Regions from separate parts of the Mus musculus genome. Here regions 1, 3, 4, 5, 6 and 7 are each linked to region 2. The links are chromatin contacts, called in public Hi-C and promoter capture Hi-C maps. All regions are on one chromosome and are shown on one strand. The core of a region is the stretch at or near the end of the contact, and the rest is flanking DNA. Distances in the headings are between cores, read along the strand shown.

The links. Promoter capture Hi-C pulls out the DNA fragments that hold promoters and counts their contacts. A called contact is a pair of places that touch in the nucleus more often than the background predicts.
Region 1: a contact with region 2 is called in a promoter capture Hi-C map of liver, with 10 times the contacts expected there. The contact joins the promoter of Grk4 here to the promoter of Depdc5 in region 2. A contact is called at or near these places in 3 of 39 promoter capture datasets (liver and pre-B cells), 2 of 484 Hi-C or Micro-C datasets (B cells and uterus), 2 of 115 datasets of contacts at active chromatin or transcription factors (astrocytes and large pre-B cells) and 1 of 9 other capture datasets (liver).
Region 3: a contact with region 2 is called in a promoter capture Hi-C map of liver, with 5 times the contacts expected there. The contact joins the promoter of Htt here to the promoter of Depdc5 in region 2.
Region 4: a promoter capture Hi-C map of pre-B cells shows a contact between it and region 2, with 2.7 times the contacts expected there. The contact joins the promoter of Preb here to the promoter of Depdc5 in region 2. A contact is called at or near these places in 2 of 39 promoter capture datasets (liver and pre-B cells).
Region 5: a promoter capture Hi-C map of liver shows a contact between it and region 2, with 8 times the contacts expected there. The contact joins the promoter of Mpv17 here to the promoter of Depdc5 in region 2. A contact is called at or near these places in 4 of 39 promoter capture datasets (hippocampal neurons, liver and neutrophils), 4 of 115 datasets of contacts at active chromatin or transcription factors (astrocytes, bone marrow-derived dendritic cells, embryonic forebrain and 1 more) and 1 of 9 other capture datasets (adipose tissue).
Region 6: a Hi-C map of muscle stem cells shows a contact between it and region 2, with 9 times the contacts expected there. The contact joins the promoter of Ost4 here to the promoter of Depdc5 in region 2. A contact is called at or near these places in 4 of 39 promoter capture datasets (the C10 cell line, embryonic stem cells, liver and 1 more), 4 of 484 Hi-C or Micro-C datasets (the Ba/F3 cell line, CD4 T cells and muscle stem cells), 2 of 115 datasets of contacts at active chromatin or transcription factors (astrocytes and embryonic stem cells) and 1 of 9 other capture datasets (adipose tissue).
Region 7: a contact with region 2 is called in a promoter capture Hi-C map of liver, with 6 times the contacts expected there. The contact joins the promoter of Slc5a6 here to the promoter of Depdc5 in region 2. A contact is called at or near these places in 7 of 39 promoter capture datasets (cranial neural crest, frontonasal cranial neural crest, hippocampal neurons and 3 more), 1 of 484 Hi-C or Micro-C datasets (B cells), 2 of 115 datasets of contacts at active chromatin or transcription factors (bone marrow-derived dendritic cells and thymic regulatory T cells) and 2 of 9 other capture datasets (adipose tissue and liver).

Annotation. Positions count from the first base shown.
Region 1 is chr5:34,658,998-34,661,844 of GRCm38.p6, reverse strand. It overlaps Grk4 (G protein-coupled receptor kinase 4), which reads right to left and starts at 1,466. Exons shown (of 16, transcript NM_019497.2): 1 at 841-1,466. The coding sequence starts at 892. It overlaps Nop14 (NOP14 nucleolar protein), which reads left to right and starts at 1,697. Exons shown (of 18, transcript NM_029278.2): 1 at 1,697-1,994. The coding sequence starts at 1,800.
Region 2 is chr5:32,862,263-32,865,017 of GRCm38.p6, reverse strand. Depdc5 (DEP domain containing 5) reads right to left here and starts at 1,297. Exons shown (of 43, transcript NM_001170567.1): 1 at 1,197-1,297; 2 at 319-441. The coding sequence starts at 376.
Region 3 is chr5:34,760,323-34,763,493 of GRCm38.p6, reverse strand. Htt (huntingtin) reads right to left here and starts at 1,754. Exons shown (of 67, transcript NM_010414.3): 1 at 1,385-1,754. The coding sequence starts at 1,587.
Region 4 is chr5:30,958,884-30,961,665 of GRCm38.p6, reverse strand. Preb (prolactin regulatory element binding) reads left to right here and starts at 1,339. Exons shown (of 9, transcript NM_016703.3): 1 at 1,339-1,695; 2 at 2,254-2,443; 3 at 2,730-2,782. The coding sequence starts at 1,561.
Region 5 is chr5:31,152,480-31,155,606 of GRCm38.p6, reverse strand. Mpv17 (MpV17 mitochondrial inner membrane protein) reads left to right here and starts at 1,356. Exons shown (of 8, transcript NM_008622.6): 1 at 1,356-1,416; 2 at 1,865-1,939. The coding sequence starts at 1,870.
Region 6 is chr5:30,906,196-30,909,186 of GRCm38.p6, reverse strand. Ost4 (oligosaccharyltransferase complex subunit 4 (non-catalytic)) reads left to right here and starts at 1,399. Exons shown (of 3, transcript NM_024460.4): 1 at 1,399-1,522; 2 at 1,651-1,788; 3 at 2,421-2,671. The coding sequence starts at 1,652. The coding sequence ends at 1,765. Agbl5 (ATP/GTP binding protein-like 5) reads right to left here. Exons shown (of 16, transcript NM_001374737.1): 16 at 2,523-2,991.
Region 7 is chr5:31,046,640-31,049,512 of GRCm38.p6, reverse strand. Slc5a6 (solute carrier family 5 (sodium-dependent vitamin transporter), member 6) reads left to right here and starts at 1,434. Exons shown (of 18, transcript NM_001360022.1): 1 at 1,434-1,547; 2 at 1,714-1,883. Atraid (all-trans retinoic acid induced differentiation factor) reads right to left here and starts at 873. Exons shown (of 7, transcript NM_027855.4): 1 at 757-873; 2 at 1-51. The coding sequence starts at 840.

The sequences.
Region 1 (2,847 bases), core at 217-2,716, 1.8 Mb before region 2:
CCTGCTTCAAGCCTCCTCTCTCTGCTCCTTGCTCACAGGGGTTTCAAAGCCCTTAGTTTGGTATTCAATTCTGGACACCACTCACTATAAGAAATTTCTGACAATGTTTCTTGTTAGGGCTTCCCATATTGAAAATAGTTATATTGTCCAATTAAGATTCTTCTTCCTGAAAATCACTTGGAACGTAAATGGACTTGTGGGGTTTTTTGTTTGTTTGGTTGGTTGGTTGGTTTTTCGAGACAATGTTTCTCTGTGTCGCCCTGGTTGTCCTGGAACTCACTTTGTAGACCAGGCTGGATTCCAACTCAGAAATCCACCTGCCTCTGCCTCCCGAGTGCTGGGATTAAAGGCGTGTGCCACCATGCGCCACCACTGCCCGGCTAAAATCAATTTTTAAAAGGAACAAAAAGAAAAATCAAAAACATCTGTTACTCACTGGTTTTTCTCAAAGAATATACTTCACATTCTGTGAGGTGAACACACTGAAGCTTCTTAATAGCGTCTACTTCCCATGGAACCTTTGCCTGGGTAATCCTAGAAAGTGTGCAATGCATAACTTTCCATACTCTGTCTTTCAGATTAGCAGCGCTGAGAGTGAGATGGAACTCAATCAGCCCCTTGTGCCTGTTAGGCTAGCGCTACTGTTTCAAAACAACAAAAGTTAGCCCAGGATCACTGACTGACACCCGCTAAGCTGCAGCTCCAATCCAGAATTGGTTCCAGTAGAATCAAAACTCCCTTATTAGACAATAAGGTACCAAGGAATCAGGATTCTCTCCAAGGTTAAAGTTCCTAGGAGGCGCTACCTTCGGGGAGACGGGGAGCCCGGGGTGCACCCACCTAGACGGGCCTTCAGCAACAGATTGTTGGCCACGAAGTTCTCGAGTTCCATGATCGCTGTCCTGCGCCGTCGCTGCCGCGGTTTCCGACGTCGAACTTTTCGGAGTCGAGGCAATGGAGACGGGGAAGGCTGCGGGGAAGGAGATCCTAAACCCGCGGCAGAAGCCTCGGGGCATCCCTTGTCCTTTGAGGAACGCGGCTTCTGGACGGTGGCCCTCCGCGACAGCGACCGTCTCTGTCGCTTCTTCCTCCGCCTCCTCCGGGGTCGCCACAACTGCCAACAGGAGCGCTGCCGTCGTCGCCGTCGCTGTCGCCGTCGCGGTCGCCGCGGAGATGGGACACGGGTAGGCTCGCTACGGGTTCCAGCTCTGTTGCTGTCCCGGCAAGGGGCTTCCGCTATCGGCGCCGGCGCGCGGTAGCTCGAGCTCCTCTCAGCATCATCGCCCAGGCCCAGGGCGCGTAACTCTCTCCTCAGCGCCGGGTCCTGGGCAGCACTCAACCTTCGCCGCGCCCTACCCTACCGAGGAGCTTACAAACTCGAGAGCGGTCTCCAGCGGCGACGGCGACAGCTCCAGCAGCGGCAGCCGCAGCCGCCAGTTAACTCGCAAGACAGCTGGGCCCCGGCTAACGGTTTTCCTCCAGAGGGAGCCCGAGAGCTCCCCTCGGGGCGGCGTCTGAGGATACTGTGGCGGCTCTCGGGACACTACAGATCCCATAAGGCCCAGCGCCAGGAAGTCGAGGAAGTGTGGCCTCCTGGGAGTTGTAGTCTTTAATCCAGTAAACTGTAGTGCCTGTTTAGTGTCATCCAGGACTTGTGTACTTCTCGCGAAATACGGGAAGCTGACGCACTCATCGCGAGACGAAGCTGGGCGTGGTTTTACATCAGCATCCTATGCACGAGTTTCTTGAACTGCTTGGTCTGTACGCACTGTCGTCCAAAGTGTGGCGGAGTGAATGTCATGGGGAAAGCCAAGCGGACTGGGGCGCGGAGGCAGGTCCACAAAGCGCCCGCAGGGGCGTCCGGAGGCCCGGCGAAAACTAACCCAAACCCATTTGAAGTGAAAGTCAACCGGCAGAAGTTCCAGATCCTTGGCAGGAAGACGCGCCACGATGTGGGCCTGCCCGGGGTGTCCCGCGCTCGTGCCATCAGGAAGGTGAGGGGATAGGCTCTACCCAGGTTCTGCGTACTATGCCCAGTGGCTAGTGAAAGCCATTTGGGGAGAAAAAGATTTATTTGGCTTACACTTATATATTTCCATCATTGAGGAAATTAGAGGCAGGAGCTGATGTAGAAGTCATGAGGGGTGCTGCTTACTGGCTTGCTCTCTATAGCTTGCTTAGCCTGCTTTCTTAAAGAACCTAGGACCGCTGCTAGCACATAGGTGGGCCCTCCGCGGTCAATCACTAATTAGTAAAATGCTCTTTGGGCTTGCTTGCAGCCCGGTCTTATGAAAGTATTTTTTTCCAATTGAAATTCCCTTCTTTCTGATGACTATACTTTGTGTCAAGTTTGCCTTAAACTAGCCAGCAAAACGATCAGGACTGAGGCATAACACTGCCTCTCCTTTGCTTGATATCGAATGCGCTTCCTCTGGAAACCCTTCCTCCTTGGGATCTTCCAGGTATACATTCTTCTTGACTCTTCTTGGAGCTTTTAGGGCCTAAGAGTCAATCTCTTCTGAGCTCTGAGCTGCCCTGTACCACTGCTCTGTATGCTTTGACCATGACAGTATTCGTCCCGTGGATAGGGTTTACAGAGTATGCTCTTTGAATGTTTGGAAATTGTCCTTCCTCTGAATTTCATGAGCTTGTCCCTTGGGAAGTCACTGGAATAGTACCTTTTGGGGATAACCTCATAGCTTCCATCCTTGTTCTTATGGCCCCATCTCAAGAGTATATTGTACCTTCCTTTCAAAACCAGTTCAACAAATGGCATTCTCTATGTAACTGCTGACGTTCGTTTGACTTTAAAAAATAAAAGTTTGTGAGTGCCGTTTGTGCTGTGGC
Region 2 (2,755 bases), core at 48-2,547:
AATTAACTCAGGTGTGGTAGAGTATTTCCAGATACACAGGCAGGAGGATAATGGGTTCAAAGCCAGCTTGGGCTACACAATGAGTTCTAAATGAGCCTTGGAAACATGGTAAAACCTGGATTCAAAATACAACCCAACAAACTCTGAATGTGAAGAATGCTTTTCAAAAAGATCCTGTGCTCTCATTTCCAACCATCCCTGATCTCTGATACTGCTCCACTCTTACCTGTCCAGTCTCCCTTGTGATATGGGTAATTTTTAAGGCACATCATAACTTCAGCCAACTTACACAATCCCCAAATATCAATCAATACTGACCACTGCCCCCAAAGCCCTTCTTGTGGATGACAAGTTTGTAGACCTTTGTGGTTCTCATTTTGTCTTGTGATTTCTTCAGCTGTTCCAATCTTGGAGCAGGGAAGTCATCTTGCTTTCCTGCTACTGAAACACAAATAAAAACATCGAGGATGTCAGGCTTCCTAAATTTGCTCTTTAATTTTAGACCTTGAAGGTACTGGTGGTTGTTCGGCTGAAAGGCGTGCCAACCCTTGCATTATATCGCTCCTCCAATTACCAAGAGAGACAAACAAATAGAAGTGTGCTTTAAAAATTAAAGGGAACTTGGGCTCAGATCTCGTCCATCCTCTAAAGCTATTTTCTCTACCGCATACCTAAAAGGGAGGCTTGTGGTGAGAGGGGCACTACCTTGTTTTTGTCTGCATCAGGAACACCAAAATAGTACAGGGATATTCGAAGAGGTTAGTCCATCACATAAGTAGAGGAACGTCAAAACAAGGGATTCGCCCAAGGTCACTCGAACTGTTATGCACTCCCATGACTCGCGGTCCACTAACAATGTCCTGGGGAAAAGAGAACTGAGGAAGGCTGCGGTTTCCTTGCCGACCCCTCTACTGGTACCAACTCTCAGCGGACCGTCCTGCCTCCATTTCACCGCTGCGGTCCGGGAAGCTTGGTGAGAGAAAGACTGGTCCAAGGTCACACGGGGAACTGCAAGAAGAGTCGGGCCTCGAACCTGGCTCAGGGACCCTTCCTTCAAGCCCCTCAAGTCTCAGCCCGAGGTTGGCGCTCGACTCCCCCCCCCAACCCCCCCACTTCCAGAGCCCCTGCGCGCCTCAGGCCCGGCCCGAGGCCAGATTCCGGACAGATCTCCCCAGGACCTCCTCAGGATATCCCACCTGAGCCCCCACAGTTCGCGCAGCTTCCGCACCAGGGCTCTAGGAACCAGACAGACAGCACCACCGAAGAGCGCTCACCTGAGCCCGCGCCGCTCCCGAGGCTCCGCCCCGAGTCCCCGCCCCTCGCCAGTCCCTGCTCAGCCGGCTTGGCCGCTCTAGCCCAGCCTCCGCCTCGTCTCGGTGGCCGCGCCACTTCCTCCTCCGGGGCTGCGGGGAGGTGGGGGGGGCGGGGCGGGGGGGAGGCTGGGGGCGTGGCGTTGAGTCCGACTTCAAACCGAGTTCCCGTTGGCGTTTCCCGCCACCGTCTACAGGGCTGCCCGCTTTGCATGGAAAATTTGAAAATAGAGCCACAGCCAAGACCTTCGTTTCAGAAGAGCGAAGTGATTTCGTAATAGGAGAAACTCGAGAGAGTCGACTCTTACCTCGCGGAGCTGTTTCCATGTGTTTGACGAAGTTAATAACTAAACCTGGTCCAGAGGGCTATTGAGAAGTGCAAAAGTCTCTGCGGGTGGTGGCTCCCCCTCCTAATCCAGGTTCTGTAGAGACAAGAGTGCTGAACATTCCCTAGAGTTCTTGGGCTATGTAGCAAGAAAACGGGGGTGTGTATAATTCATGAGCGAGTTACTAACTTATTGAAAACTGTTAAATATAATTAAGAAGTACAAGTTAATGATAAGTACAAATGTAACATGTACAGAGACAAGCTTGGAAGGAGAAACCAATTTACATTACCCATTATATACTCTTTTGTTGTCAAAATTAAACCTAATGTACATAAGTCAAAACAAGTGTACAGTAAACTTAAAGTTTGTTTGATTAAAAAAAATATTCAAAACATTGAATGCCCGAGTACAATGGGTTAAATCTACAATAGGCTCGCATGGCAGAAGGCCCAGTAGTTTCCTTAGATGGGGCATAAATCATCCAACCAGAGTAAATTGCGTGGTGGCACACGCCTTTAATCCCAGCACTCAGGAGGCAGAGGCAGGCGGATTTCTGAGTTCGAGGACAGCCTGGTCTACAAAGTGAGTTCCAGAACAGCCAGGGCTACACAGAGAAACCCTATCTCAGAAAACCAAAAAAAAAAAAAAAAAAAAAAAAAACCAAAAAAACAAAAACAAAACAAAACTGTAAGTTGTGTGTTAGCCTCATTACAGAGTAAGGATTCATGGGAAGAAGAACCTGCTAGAAGGCCTGACCTGTTCCCACCTTGTAGGCCAAAACAAACAAACAAAGCCAAAAACCTCCTTATCTAAAGATGAATTATTCCTCATGTCTCAAAAAATGGAGGTGGGAAAGGTAGATTCTCTTGTCCATTGGAGGATCTCAGAGTCTGCACCACATCCTAAATGACTTAAAGAGCAGAGACAAATAGCAAGATGCTATCTATACACAGGGGAATCTGTCCTGTGAGTGCTATGAGACCCACTTGCTAGTTCAGTCAGCTACACCCTCCACCCTGTTAGCAAAAGCAACTTTCAGGAAACACACCCTAACCGTGTTCCTTCAATAAAGGAGGATGCCAGACGTTCTGGGATCAAACTCAGAGCTTCGCAAAG
Region 3 (3,171 bases), core at 505-3,004, 1.9 Mb before region 2:
GAGTTACATAGTGAGACTCTCAAAAGCAAAAAGAAACTACTTATCTAGAGGATAAGAAGTTTTCTATTCACACTTTTCACCTTATAGAAGGAAATTTTATTCCTATATTTTGTTCTATCAAGTAAGCCACCTTTTCTCCCCAAATCTTTATTTAAAAAAAAAAAAAAAAACAAACTCTCAGGACTGGGAACATAGCTCAATGATATCACCAGAACACTTATTTTCTAAGTGAGTTTTAATGATGACATTCTTTAGTAGGTTGTTCCCAAAAGTTCTCCTTATTAATTATACAAATCCAGATTAGAAATAAAATGCCCAGAGTTGAGAGAAAGGACTGAGCTGCAAGAGAGCACAGGGCTCAACACTCAGCATGGATTTCCAGGAAATGTTTTGAGCGTCTCTTTTCTCTTAGAGCACTGTGACTCATGGTCTCTCTTCTGTTTCAATATTCTCTCCAGTCACAAGCAGCTAGCTTCCAAAGATCTATAAGATGTCAGCAAAGAACTAAACAGGAACTTTTACTGGCACAAAGTCAGAGTCAGAGTGGCCTATGTTCTAAAACAAGCCTGTCTGCAACACTAGTAAAATTCATTCCCCGGTGAAAACTGAGCACCACCAATGTATCCGTTTTATATAGAACAAAAAATCGATAGGCAGTTAAGTATAAGTCGACTCTTTCATATATATGCACACATATAGTTTTTTATTAATAATCACACCTAAGTAACTCACCATGTACTTGACAAATACAACTCATCCAACTGCCTGCAGACACACAGAAGCACACCTCTCTGGCTATGCTTAAAACCTGGTTTAACTACACTACACCACAAACTAAATGAAACGCCAGGAGAGTACGAAGTGCCTCGAGTCACAGGCTGCTTCAAGTGTCACTTGGAAAAAGAATATCCCATTGGATGCGTTCACACTCCCCCGCCCTCAGCACTCCCGCCGAGACCTCCTAAAAGCATTATGTCATCCACTACCCGCACATCTCTCACGCTGTCCTGCACTCCCAGCTCTTAGGCCTGATGAGGAGGTAACCCTAGAGATCTCTGCCTCTCCAAGTTCTCTTCACAACAGTCATGTGCGCCACCGCCCCAGTTTCTCCAGAAGAGAGAAACAAGTTCGTTCCCTAACTTCGCAAACTGGGAACGGCGAAGGCACTGGAGTCGTGACGCCCCTCAGCGAGTCCCTGGCTGGCCTGACCCGGCTCTGTCTCCTCTGAGGGAGGCCAGAGACCCCGCAAGACGAGGGCCCGGGCCGGGAAAGCCTGGCCTCAGGGAGGTACCGCGACCCTCTGGACAGGGAACAGTGTTGGCCATGCCCAGCACGCAGGCCAGGGGCGCGGGGCCCGGGCGGGAGCTGCGGCGCCCGGACTCACGGTCGGTGCAGCGGTTCCTCTGCCGGACCTGGCAGCGGCGGTGGTGGCGGCGGCGGCTGCCCCTGAGGCGGCGGCTGAGGGGGTTGAGGCGGAGGCGGCGGCGGCGGTGGCGGCGGCGCCTGCGGCGGTGGCTGCTGCTGCTGTTGCTGCTGAAACGACTTGAGCGACTCGAAAGCCTTCATCAGCTTTTCCAGGGTTGCCATGACGGCTTCCTGCCCGATGGGACAGACCCTGAAGACTTGGAGCCTACTGGCACTACGCGGCGCCACTTAGCAGCAAGGCAATGAATGGGGCTCTGCGCGGCAGGCAGAAGCGGAACCAAGGCGCTCAGCCATCTTGGGCCCGTCCCGGCAACCCTCGCGGCGAGTGCGTCCCGTGACGTCATGCCGGCGGAGACGAGGCCACGCCAGACCCGCAGAATTGACAGGCGGATGCGTCGTCCTCTTTCCCGAAGTCAGGACGCAGGCCTGCGGGGCCTCTGCTAGTTTAAGACTCTCCGCCCCGCCGATGTGGCCCCGCCCCTTCCCGCAAAAGCCAGCCCCCCTTAGTGAAGAGGGCCAAGCAAGAGGATGAGGTGGGCGGGGCGGGCTGCTAGATGAGGGACGGAGCTGAGCGGAGAGTGGGCTTTAGGGCGGCTCCCTGGCACCAGCGATAGAAAAGAAGTGAGGAGGTGGGCAGAGGAGTTGGGGAGACCCGGAAGGAAGAAAAGGTTGGAAAGGGGAATGACAGCGAAGAAATTTTCCTGCGTAAAGCCACCCTACACCTGGAGTCACCGGGAAAGCGATTGTGGAGCTCGGAACCCGAAACCCAAAGCAGCTCTCTCTTCCACAAGCCAGGTGGTGGCCTGAGCTTCCCGAACGCAGCGTGCTGGGAGCTCCCTGCAATGAGAAGGGAACCAGAGTGACCTGTATTCAGGACCAAAGAACCCTTTATGATCCGTGGACCCCGAAGCCCCAGAAGTGTCTGCAGTAGAGAAGGCTGAGAAAGGGTTTCAAGCAGGCAGCGAAGGCTGAGAAAGGGTTTCAGGCAGGCAGCAGTAGTTACTGTCCAAAGAAAGGCTGTGTTTCATGCAACTTTGGTCACACACTCTACATTGAGACACGGACCCTGGAAAGTGCTGTGGCAACCAGCCAGGACCTACAAGGGGTCTCATTGCCACCAGCGCTGAAGTCCTTGTCTCTAGAGCCTCCATCTCCCAAAGGTGAGCAATTAAAGCAGGAAGCTGAAAATGGTGTGGATACACCCAAGCTGCCCCTGCAGTCTGCCCAGCAAAAAGTGTTGGCTTCAACCGGGCATGGTGGTGCATGCCTTTAATCACAGCACTTGTAGAATGCTTTTTGAGTAGCATGCACGAAGCTCTGAGTTCAATCCCTGCATTTTATAAACCAGGGGTGGTAATCATGTACTCTGCAGGTAGAACGAGGATCAGGAGTTCCAGGTTTTCCTTGGCTTCATAGTGAATTCAAGTCAGCATGGGCTGTATCAGAACTTGTCTCAAAAGAAAAAGGAAAAGGAAAAAGCCAAGCAGTGATAGAACACACCTTTAATCTCAGCAGTCTGGAGGCAGAGGCAGGCAGATCTCTGAGTTATAGGTCAGCCTGTTCTACAAAGTGAGTTCCAGGACAGCCAGAGCTACATAGAAACCCTGTCTCAAACAAACAAACAAAACCGTTCCGGCTTCAGAAAAAGCTGTCTGGAGGTGATCCATGCAGTGAGAAACCCAATGAAGCTTCAGGCTACCTGTAAGAATCAAATGCCCTATTCCATGGCCATAAGGCACTCCATTT
Region 4 (2,782 bases), core at 90-2,589, 1.9 Mb after region 2:
TTTTTCATTCACACAGTGAGAAGTTCTGCTTCTTAGGACATCTCTGAAACCAAATATGGAGTGTTTTCAGACACATCTCCAATTCTAAGACACCAACTAGGTATCTGTCCAACAATGGAACGAAATTTCTAACACCACCCACCCACAGGTGTTCACACTGGATAGATCCCATAAATCAAAGGGACTGATCCTAAAGGATCGTTTCCAGTGTCTCCAGCTTTGAGTCCTGACCATCTATCTGTACTTCTAAATAACAGGCTGGGAAGCAGAAGTCCCTGTGACTTCCTCTGTCAGTCTGGTAAGTTGTCAGAACAGCACACAGAGCTCACTTCCATCTTCCTTAGGATTTCTCTTCTAGCATAAAGAATAGAACTCAGAATTAGCAGAAGGGAAGAGATGTGTAGGGCAAGGTACATGGAGGATAAAGGGTGAAGAATGCAGTACTTCCTTGCCCTCTCTGGGCACACCATCCATCCATCCAGCACCTACATGAGACCACCAACCCAGGAGCTCATTGATCCCTATTGTCTAGGGTTGTTTTAAAAACAAATATTTCATCATATGGGCACATACTGGCCACTGGTGACTGAATTCAGTGTCAAGTTCCTCTCTCCTCCCTGAAGGCTAGTAAATGGGCCTAAAATTGGCTTCTTCTAATCACGTGGTTTGTTCAGCTGCATATGGGTCCAAAAGACACCATGGTAGTATAAATTCATGTATGGTTGACTGGGGCTCATTATGAATCGCAAAAGACATCAAATACTAAAATATAAACCATATTCAAATAATGGTCCTTACATCTCTATAATGTGAACATGTTCCAAAAACACTTAAATAGTAGGGTAACCAAATAGCCCGGTTTATCTGGGATTTTGTGGGTTTTTGTGCCTAGTCTCAAGTCTTGCCAGTCCCATGAGTTCGATGTTCCAGAAGTGGATGTCAAGCCATAAGAAAGAGTCCAATCAACCGCGGAGGATGCTCTCAAAGTGGGGACTGATTTCTTCATATTAGGATATTAGGAAGCAGTGAATCTGTTTTGGAGTGTCTGTCCTCCACACAACCCGGGAGAACCCATTTCCTCCCTGGAGTAACACACAAAGGCCCGGCTTGTACGAGTCTGCTGTGTATCTCTCCTGAAGTGGGGACTGTCCCAGTCCGAGAACTTTTTAATTCGATTTACTGATCTTCAGTAATCTCTTCTAGCCCCACCTCCCACGCCCCACACAAAGATGGCAGCTTCATCGTCATTCGGGGCTAGGACCCGGATCCGACGCCAGGGTTCCGTGACAGCGCGTCCCGCTAGTGCTGACGCGGATTGGCGTCTTGCGCTTGCGCAGAGAGAGCCCAGGAGCTCGGCGCGTGCGCACTGAACGCCTGCAAGACCCAGTCGGCCGCGCGGGCGCAGATCGGCTGCTTGCGGTGGTTTGAGTGGTGGCAAGTCCAGTGCTGAGAGGGGTCGGCAGTCTTCCGGAAAACTCTAGCGCCAAGTTCCTGAGCTTTCGGAGGCGAGGCGCGGCATGTCGTGGGTTCCGCGGGGTTGGCGGTGAACGTGCGGGCGGGATGGGTCGGCGCCGGGGTGTGGAGCTGTACCGGGCCCCGTTCCCGTTGTACGCGCTTCGGATAGACCCCAAGACTGGGCTGCTCATCGCTGCGGGCGGAGGAGGAGCTGCCAAGACCGGCATAAAGAATGGCGTGGTGAGAACGCAGGGCCACTGAGAACAGGTTATACCGTGGCCCAGGGAGATTCCAGGGTGGCCGGGGGATGCAGAGGTGAGCAGTACCCCTGATTTAGTCCCTACCCATTTCTAGCGGGAGCACCCAGGATTGCCGTTCGGGTGCTGGTTTCACCTGAGCAGAGTGGTTGAGACAGCCAAAATTAGACTGAAAGCTGTGCAGGTCTGCGAATCCAGGACTGTCCACGCCGGATTACGAGAGCTGGTCCAGGGCTCATACGCTGGCCTTTTCCAGGAAGGCACATTGTCTTGTCCATCTTCAAGCAGCTGGAGACGGAATTCTTTTCTTTCTGTAAACTGGACCTAGTAATCTAAACCCTGCTTGCTGTATGAATTAAGAAGCTCCAGTAAGAGAATACAGCTCTAAGCAACAGCAACAACAACCAAAGAAACAAAAAAACAAAAAAAAACAAAAAATAAGAGCTGGAGGTGCGGGAAGCAAAAGTACAACTGAGAGAGACTAGGATTTAATGTGACTTCCGGGCTGGCCTGACCTTTGCCCACTTTGGTTCCCTCACAGCATTTTCTGCAGCTAGAGCTGATCAACGGGTGCCTGAGCGCTTCCTTGCTGCACTCTCATGACACGGAGACACGGGCCACCATGAATTTGGCGCTTGCTGGTGACATTCTTGCTGCCGGACAGGATGCCCAGTGTCAGCTTCTTCGTTTCCAGGTCCATCAACAGAAGGGCAGTAAAGCGGAGAAGTCAGGTGAAGAGCTTTGGAAAAAGTCGCTCTAATTCTTGGTCTCCAAAAACGAGAGATTAGGTGTGGGGCAGTGGTCACATTGAAGTCTGTACTTGGGTCACTAGAGGACTGGTGTTAGTTAATACAGATGCTCAGGTCCATCTGAGGGAGGTGGTGCACAGCTGTAGTCTCAGAGCTTAGGAGTGGAGGCAAGAGGATATTTAAGGCTAGCCTGGGGTGCCTAGCAAATCCCTGTCTTAAAAAACAACAACAAAGGAATCTGGTTCCTGGCAAATTGTTTGTGTTGCAGGTTCCAAGGAGCAGGGACCTCGACAGAGAAAGGGGGCTCCTCCAGCAGAGAAG
Region 5 (3,127 bases), core at 107-2,606, 1.7 Mb after region 2:
CCTGGGCTCACTTCCCTCCTGGTATCTTCTCCCCTCCAGAAACTCCCAGGTCAAACCTCACTAAGGGACTTTTATATTTCTCTAGTGGGAGAGAAGGGAGGATAGATAAATGATATTAAGCATTTTCTCGGTTTGGGGTGCTTTTCATATACCCCTGAGCTCCATGGGGTAGGTACTATTTTATGTAATGACAATTAGGTTCTGAGAGGTTAAGCAATCTGAATAAGGCTTGAATCCATATCGCTTAAAAACACCTTCCAATCTTGCACATTTGGACTCCCTTATTATGTCTACTAGTGAAATTCTTTTAGCATGTTCTGTACACAAGAATCTAATTCCCCTGAATTCTTACTCTCTCTAATAGAATCCATCCTTCATTAATCATACAGGAACTGACTAACTGAGCTGGGGGTGGACAGACATCAAATAAGTTGACCTTTTTCAAGGCTTGGAGACGTATACATCTTTACCTACCTCAGGAAGGGATTTGCAGGGAGTTGGGTGTTAAAACTAGAGGGAGATTAAGATTCCTAAAATGTTTTTTTTTTTTTAAATATAGTTTTATGCCTCTTTGCTTAACATGACTAGAAGCCGGGTGTGGTGGCGCACTCCTTTAATCCCAGCACTTGGGAGGCTAAGGCAGGTGGATTTCTGAGTTGGAGGCCAGCCTGGTCTACAGAGTGTGTTCCAAGACAGCCAGGGCTACACAGAGAAACCTTGTCTTGGAAAAACAACAAACAAAGCATGACTCTAGAAACCCATAAAGCAAAACAAACCCTCCATTGAGTTGCCTCTTGTACAGCCCTAGAATTCAAGGAGCCCTGATTGCAAGACAGGGTCATTTTACAAAATTCATGACCAAACTTAAGACAGCTAGCACGGGCGTTCTCAGGTTCTGCTAAGCCAGTGGTTCTGAAAGTTGACTGCTTGTCCAGAAAGATTTTTCAGACAAAACTTAAAAATTTGGTATAAAGAACAAGGAAAAAAAATAGAACAAGTCTGAGTTCTGCTCACTTGGGAGCTTGGGTATACCTGCACTACTTCAGCATTCAAGTTTCCAAACTGAGAAGGGCGTCTAGACCTGACTACCTCCGGGAGACTGACAGTCTGGCCTGATAGTCTGGGGAGAACGAGGGTGGGGGGTGGGGGCAGCCGAGTTACAGGGAAGCACAGACTGTCCTACACCGATGTTTGGTGCAGTCCACGAGAAGGGGGCTGCCCACTCCCCTTAAGTGGTCGGCTGAGCCGCCTCGCAAGGGGTATCAAAGGCCCCACCCACCTGCATTCCTCCTGGACTGCTTGTGTCCAAACAACAGCCCGGCCCGCAGGCAGACGGAAGAGGCGGTGCTCGATACGGAAGTCCCTGGACCAGCTTCGGTCACGTGAGAGAAGGTTCTGCGCAGAGCTGGCACTCAGGTGAGCGGAGGTTCTTGGCATTCAGAGACTTGAAGCACTGTGGGTTGAGAGTTCTTGCAGGTCATGTGACCTTACAGATCCAGGTCTTGGTTTATTTCTGGTGTGTAGTTACTCTTATAAAGGAGATTCCAACTGAATCTGGGGACCTATCGTGTTTACTTGGGGGATGGAACCCAGACTCTGGATGGAAGCCAGAGTAAGTCTAATTTCATGAGTGTCTTAATCAGGACTGGATGCCTTGCTTCAGGACCAGGACCAGGTTACTCAAAACTGCTTCCTTTCCAGATGAATAGTGACCACAAGGCAGGGGCACGGCCCAGTAAGCAAGCTTTCTGAGGCCTCTGTCACTTGCAGAGTTTGGAAGTAAGGAGAGTGAGCATAAGGAAATGGCAGGCATGTTCTTTACTGTGAGGGGCAATGGGAGTGACTTATCCTCTTGGTTTGACAGGGAGCATGGCACTCTGGCGAGCATACCAGAGAGCCCTGGCAGCACATCCGTGGAAAGTCCAGGTTCTGACAGCTGGTGAGTGTCACTCTGGGACCAGAGTATAATTAGAGCAGCTGATTTGAGGTGGAGGAGGAGGCCCATATCACGACACCACCTACCTCCTCCAGTTTAGCCCCCCCCCCCCGGAAGTGTTTCCCTTCTCCTGAACTATTATGTCTGTTTTGGAGGGTGAGCTGTTTCTGAGACCCATGCTGGAGGGGAGACGAAATAGAGACGTGGCTCAGAGGTTAACAGCGCATACTGCTCTGTAGAGGATTCTACACTATGTCATGTAGCTCAGAGCCACCTGTAGCACCAGCTCCAGAGAGCTCTGTCACCTCCAACCACTTGGGGCATCTGCACTCACTTGCACAAACACACACAGTTTAAAATGATAACAATAAATCTAAAAGAGAGAGATGCACAGTCTGTCGAGCAAGACTTAAAGTCCTCAAGAAATTAGGTGATAGTTTCTGTTTTTGTTTTTCAAGGCAGGACTTCTCTGTATGGTCCTGGCTGTCATGAAAATCTGTGTGCCAGGGTGGCCTTCAACTTAGAGATCCACCTGTCTCTCCTTCCTAAGTGCTGGGATTAAAGGGATGTGCCACCACTGCCTAGCCTAAGTAGTCCATTCTTAAAAAGCATTGCCCCCAAGAGACCCCACCTTGGGAAATTAAATGCTTTCCTCTTATACTTTATAGTGTGCTGAGCACATTGTCTCCATGCATAGGCGCCTCCAAAGGTCTGTTAGCAGGAATGAGTCCACATTAAATGACACACCTAACAAGTGCTGAAGTAACTTACTCCATTTTTATACATAATGTTTATTGTGAAGTGTATAAAACAGTCATATATCTAAAGTTTAAATCATATTAAAAGGGAATCCTTCAGTAATCAGCTTTGGAACTCTGTTGGATCCCTCTCTTTCAATTCATATATTCCAGTTTTTATTTCATTTTTAAGACAAGAGTCACACAACCCTGGGCTGACCTAGAATTCACATTGTAGCCAGACTGGCCTTAAACTTGCAGCTGTCTCTTCTCAGCCCCCTGAATGCTGAAATTACAAATGTAAACCACTACGGCTGGCTAGATGGCCACTCTCCTAAGCTTAGCTTACATCATTGTTTGGCTTTTCTTACAAACATATTCTCAGTACACTACCTGCGGCTTTTTTACTCTGTCAGCGATGAAGTAGCAGCTTCACAGAGCGCCTCCAGTGCCT
Region 6 (2,991 bases), core at 150-2,649, 2.0 Mb after region 2:
TTTTAAAACCATAGACTAATTCTGATTCAATTGCATACCTAAGTGGTTGGACTTGGATCTGCTCCAATTTTCCAGGAGACACGAAGCATAATAATGTGTAATCCTAAAATCTAGACATCACTCTCTCAGGACAGAGCTGAGGACACACAAACTCATAGAGGAATGCCTGGGGAGAGCACGTCTGAGGCTTTAACCATGTTGTGTGGAGGGCACGTAGGCCCGGGATTTCTAAATATGAAACTTCTGGGAAACAGTAGGTGGTGGCTGGACATGGTGGGAGGAGGTAGGCAGCTGTAAACTAACTACTGAAGGCAAGTATTGAGCTTATGAGCAAACTGGACACAAACCACTGATAGTCTGAGACCAGAGAAACCAACATTGGAATAGTGCAAGCCAGCTCACTGTGCACACAGGAGGCAATCTGGTCCCCTGTCCCAGCTGCTCCAGCCCTATAGCAGCTCCTGTAGAGTTTTCTTTGGCTCAGAGAAGCAGAGGCCTCCCCTGAGCCCAGGCCCCCCCTTTACCGCAGGGCAACTGGCTTCCATTACCCCTGACAGCTCCAGAGCAACAGTCCAGCCCCTGGCCCTGTCTGGCTCTACATCGTTCCCTTTTATGGCGAAGCTAAGGAGAAAGCAAAAAGGGGGAAACCTACTTCTCGCTGGATAGAGGGCTGAAGAGATTCAGGGTGCTGCTCCCCTCACCAATGACCCTCGGATGTCTGAATGTCTATTGCAGCCAACTCTCTTCCTCACCACAAACCTACGACCCCTCTTGGCTTGTCCCAGCCCTTCCTTTCCTACCCCCTCATTCACACCCGTGGGGTGATTTCCCACTTGGCCGAGGCCCCACGTTTGGTTTTTGATTATCAGAGAGTCCACCCTAATTCTGACGCCCACCCCACACTGGCCTGAAACTGGCACTGATCAAATAAGTTGTCATGGTCCGCCTCTTTGGTAGGATTGTGGTTTCAGAAAGACTACCACCCGTGAGGGCACTAGCCTCCTCAATCCTGTCCCTATTCTGCATCACCTTCCATTCCATCCCCACGCCAGCGAGCCTGGGAGGGGACCGGGAGGGCAGGACCCTAAGGAAGCACCTGGCTGGGTCGAGCAGGGAAGCGAAGGGTGGGCAGGAAAGTGGGTCGGAGCCTAGAGGTCAGGCCCAGCCTCCCGCCTGCTGCACCCTCGCCTAAACCCACTCCTGGGCTCCAGGGAGGCTGTCACCACAGCGTCTGAAGCTAACCGCGGATTCCGCCGCGCCAGCTGCAGCCAGCTGCGACCCGGGCGGGATTCCCGCCCCTGCCGAGCGGACCACGCCCCGTTCCGCCCTCGCCGCAGGACGGCCATTCTAGGCTCCGCCTAAGACCGGCTCTTTTGCGCGCGCCGCCGGAGCAGACGAGACGGCAGGGTAGAGAAGCCGGAAGTGCCGCGTTGTTCCCCAGCTAGCACTACGAAGTTCCGGCTCAGGTCGCCTACCTCGAGTTTGTGCGTCTGTAGTGTCGGAGTCGGCTGAAGCTGGTCAGGTGAGGGGCTCGCAGGCGCCGTTTCATAGGCGAGCCCGGCGGAGGCTGGATCGTGGTGGCGAGGATCTGGCTTAGTGAGAGAGCAAGGAGTGCGTGAATCGAGGCTCAGTCCTTCCCCTTGTCCACAGGATGATCACGGACGTGCAGCTCGCCATCTTCGCCAACATGCTGGGCGTGTCGCTTTTCTTGCTTGTGGTCCTCTATCACTACGTGGCAGTAAACAACCCCAAGAAGCAGGAATGAAAGTGGCGCTTTCTCCGCCCCAGGTAACGGTCGGGGCAGTAGCGCTCAGACTCTGGACAGCTGAGTGGTGAGGCCGATCCAGGGCCTACACTCTTAGGGAACTTCAAGTCAGAAAGTGTCGAGCCAAGCCTGATAGCCCAGAACCGAGCTCCTTCGTTCGCATTGTGTACAGTGCCTTGATGTATTCTGCTTCAGTCCCCCTAAACGGCTTACTCTTTGAATGAAGATGGGTTTTCGGAGCCATCCTCATTCCCCATTTTGAGGTTTCCAGGAGATAGAGGCCAAAGTTATAGGGTATGGTTACACGGAGGCGCTGACCAGTACAAATAAAGGCAGTAACTGCCAATATAGGGGGATCAAGCCCTTAACAGTCCCACTTTCCCACGGAACCTGAGGCGTTAAGTAATTTGGGGGAGGGGCGTGGTAGTGAAAGATGGAGACTTATTTCCATGTTCTGAAGCCAAAGACGTTTTATGGGTTGACTACAAATAGAAAGCATGGAGAAAAAAGGGAGGGAGCATAGTCTGGAAACCAAGTGTGCTTAAATAATATAAAGGGAATGGGTTAGATGGGGGCTGGCTCCTTAAGGACCTCCCCAGCCCTGCAAGGAAGCTGCAGCATTTTCCTTACTTCGGGTCTTTCCCCTTTTTTCTAGGGTTCCAGGACATAGTCTGAGGCAAGATGGAGGGTGTGAGGGCCTTCACACTTCACTTCATCTCTCCTACCCATCACAGCATACAAAGCAACTACACCTGGATTTTTCCAAACAACTTTTATTTCCTCAAAGTCTTCCTTAACCCTATGGAGCAAGAAGCTGCCACTGAATAGGGCCCAGTATAGGGGCTGCTTTCTTTTCTACTCCCTCCCCCCAATACAAAAATATAGATATATATATATAGATATATATTTTTTTGTGGTCCCAAAATCTTGTGCTGTGGGGGAGTGGGAGGGAGCAGGTCCCTGTTTTGTTCTGTCTTAAGGTGATGTTCTGCAAGGCCTTGGACAGTGTGGCCGACATTCCAAGGAGCTATGGTTGTCACATGGTACCAGCAGCTGGAAGACGGGACTAACGTATCATTTCACTGTGTTCCCTCACCTTAGGGCTACATCCTGGACATGGAGGTAAAGGCATTATCAGACCCTGGGAGAAATAGTGAGTGGTGGTGATTTAGGGACAAAACAAACCTCACATTGGTTCAAGAGCCCCCTGCTGTAACAAATCCGGG
Region 7 (2,873 bases), core at 185-2,684, 1.8 Mb after region 2:
AGCAGCCACTCTGGACAAATTGTGCATACCTCCCGGACACAGGGTGCATATCTGCAGAAGAGAAAGAAACCTGATTAAGACTCCAGAAAGAAAAAAAAAAAAAAGAACAAGTCAGTAGCCTTTCCAGAATTCCCATAATGCAAAGCGGAAAAGTGCCTTTTGTAAACAGAACCCATTTTTTTCCCTTAAAACCCCCGCACCAAATCAGCGCACTGTACGAGAGAAGATCCTCGTGTTTGTGCATTATTACTTGACTATACTGTGTCCTCTCCAGAGACTTCTCCACCTGACAGGCATGGTTTGGCAAGTGTTAAAGGGCTGCAGGTACACAGCGTACTCAAGCATCACTATATATTTAGATAGATAGATAGATAGATAGATAGATAGATAGATAGATAGATAGATAGATAGATAGATAGATAGATAGTCGTGCCATTGCACCACGCACAGCATTCGTGCAAGGAGAGCTGGCAGAAGAACCCTGGGACTCGTCTGGGAAGCACTATTTAAAATTATTCAAAAGCAAGGAGATCAAATTTCAAAGGACTCTGAATGTGGGCAGGGCGAAGGTGCTAGTGGCCTGCACTACGTGAGTACTGGACAACACCATCCCCGCAGGCACAGGGCCCGGGGAAGCTTCAGGGACAAAAATCTGAGCTTCCGACTGGCCAAAGGGACAGACACCGGCGGGCGAGCTGGATTCCGGGCTGACGGCCAGCAACCTTCTTCAGCCAGATCTCAAACTTTCTTCTGTACCTCAGGTAGAGCCAGGGCCCTCTCCACGCCCAGAACCAGGAGCAGGGCGGCCGCCCGAGAGCCGCCTGACTCCCGAGACGCCATTTCCCACTGCTTTCCACCGTCTTGACAGCTCGCGAGAACCGAGCGCGAGGCTCCGCCCCCAGCGTGTCACGCGCCAGCCTTGAGGCGAGGCTTAGCTTCCAAATCCTGTCACTCTGGGGCGTGGCCTGGTCCGCCCGGGGCACGAGCCGTGGAGCCCGAGGCGTAATTTGCCCGCAGGTTCGGGCTGCTCGCGGAATTCTGAGCTCCTGTCCTGCGCTTGCTCGCGGTGGACAGACCCACCATCTCTCCATTCTTCCTGGAGCGCAGGCCTGTCCAGTTAGCGCTTAGTTGCCTTGAGCTACTGCATGACCCTCAGCCCGGTGCGGACGCCCGGGCAGCTCCATCCGCCCTTAGTAAACATGGCGGCGCTGGGACCCGGGAGGGCGGGGGTAGGGGGCGGGGTCCTGCTGTCCCGCTGTCACCAAGTCAGGAGGTGCGAGCCGAGCCGAGCCGGGCCGGGCTGGCCTGCGGGCCAGCTGCCCTCATGTGGAGATCTCAAAGGTGGGCAGGGCGGGTGTAGGATGGGCCGGGCGAGGCGGGGATTGGGCAGGGCCGGAGAGACTGAGTTCAGTCGCCTGGAGGCGGGACTGGAAGGGGCGGGGCGGGGTGAGCCTCTCGGTGTGGGCTTTGGGGAAGGTCTTAAATACTAGTGCAAAGTCGTGGGTTCGCCACGTGCGGAGAGAAGGGGAAAGCTGAGCCGAGAGAGGGTAAGGGTGATGGAGGAGTGAAGATCGGAGGGCGAAGGGCAAACGCTGGCAAGAGAACACGAGCCTGGGAACCCTTCACCTTAATGTTGCGTAGTGTTCTGCAGCCCGGGCAAGGACGCGAAGCGGGAAAGACGCTTCCTTAACTCATGTTCTTTGCCTTGCCAAGGGGGAAAAACCAATGCTGGTTTCGGAAAGAACGTAGGAACTTTGGTAGCCCTGGCCGAACCACCGACGCAAGGCAAGCAGAACAGCAGCAGGTCTGACTGGAAGGGCGCTGGGAGAGACCCATCACACCTAAGGGGACAGCTATTGCTCTGGGTGACGACTCCTCAAAAGGTAACTAGAGACAATTAGAGCTCATCTCAATTAGCCTGCCAATGCTTCCATTCCACAGGCTCCAGGTATCTGCCTGGAAATCCTGAATTTGCATTTATCAATACATTTAGCTGGTGGGATATCTTGTTTTAATGAGAAAGGCCATTCAGATCTTGAGGAATATTAAGCCCTAGATATTGGTGACAGTTGGCCCTGCAGGTGTTCCCTTATATTTCAAAGGGGGAAGAGGGTGAGGACTTAGCTCTGGCATTCCTAGTTAAGTCTTGTCCCCAGTACTGAAAGAAATGAACCCACAAACCTCAATACCTTTCATTGCAGATAAGTCCCATGCAATGTGAGACCTTTTTAAAAGACATGTCCACTGTTGTGAATCAGTGGAGTTTGTAGAAAGCCACTGTTCTTTTCCTAGAATTGGATCGTATGAAAGTTGTGTTACTGCTGGCTTGGCGTTTTCCTGTCTGCTTACCTCTTCTTCCTCTATCCCAGAGGCTTCGTGGTTTCTCAACGCAGATAATTAATCAGGAAACTCTAGAAGCAGAGGAACCAAATCGGTACTACCCGACCACTTGGTGTTTTATTTTGAGACCGTGTAGCTTTGGTTGGCCTGGAACTCATAGAGATCCACCTGTCTGCCCCCTGTGTGCTAGGATTGGTCTAGAAGGGTTTTTTCTTTATTTTTTGTTTTGTTTTTGTTTTTGAGACAGGGTTTCTCCGTGTAGCCCTGGCTGTCCTGGAACTCACTCTGTAGACCAGGCTGGCCTCGAACTCAGAAATTCGCCTTCCTCTGCCTCCCAAGTGCTGGGATTAAAGGCGTGTGCCACCATGCCCGGCTTGTTTTGTTTTTTCAAGACCGTATTTCTACAGATATGGCTGTCCTGGTATTCACTTTGTAGACAAGGTAGGCCTTGAACTCTAGAGATTCCTCTCCGTCCGCCTCCAGAAGGATTAAAGGTGTGTGTCACCCTCCTTGTCTATCCTCCTCATCTTCCC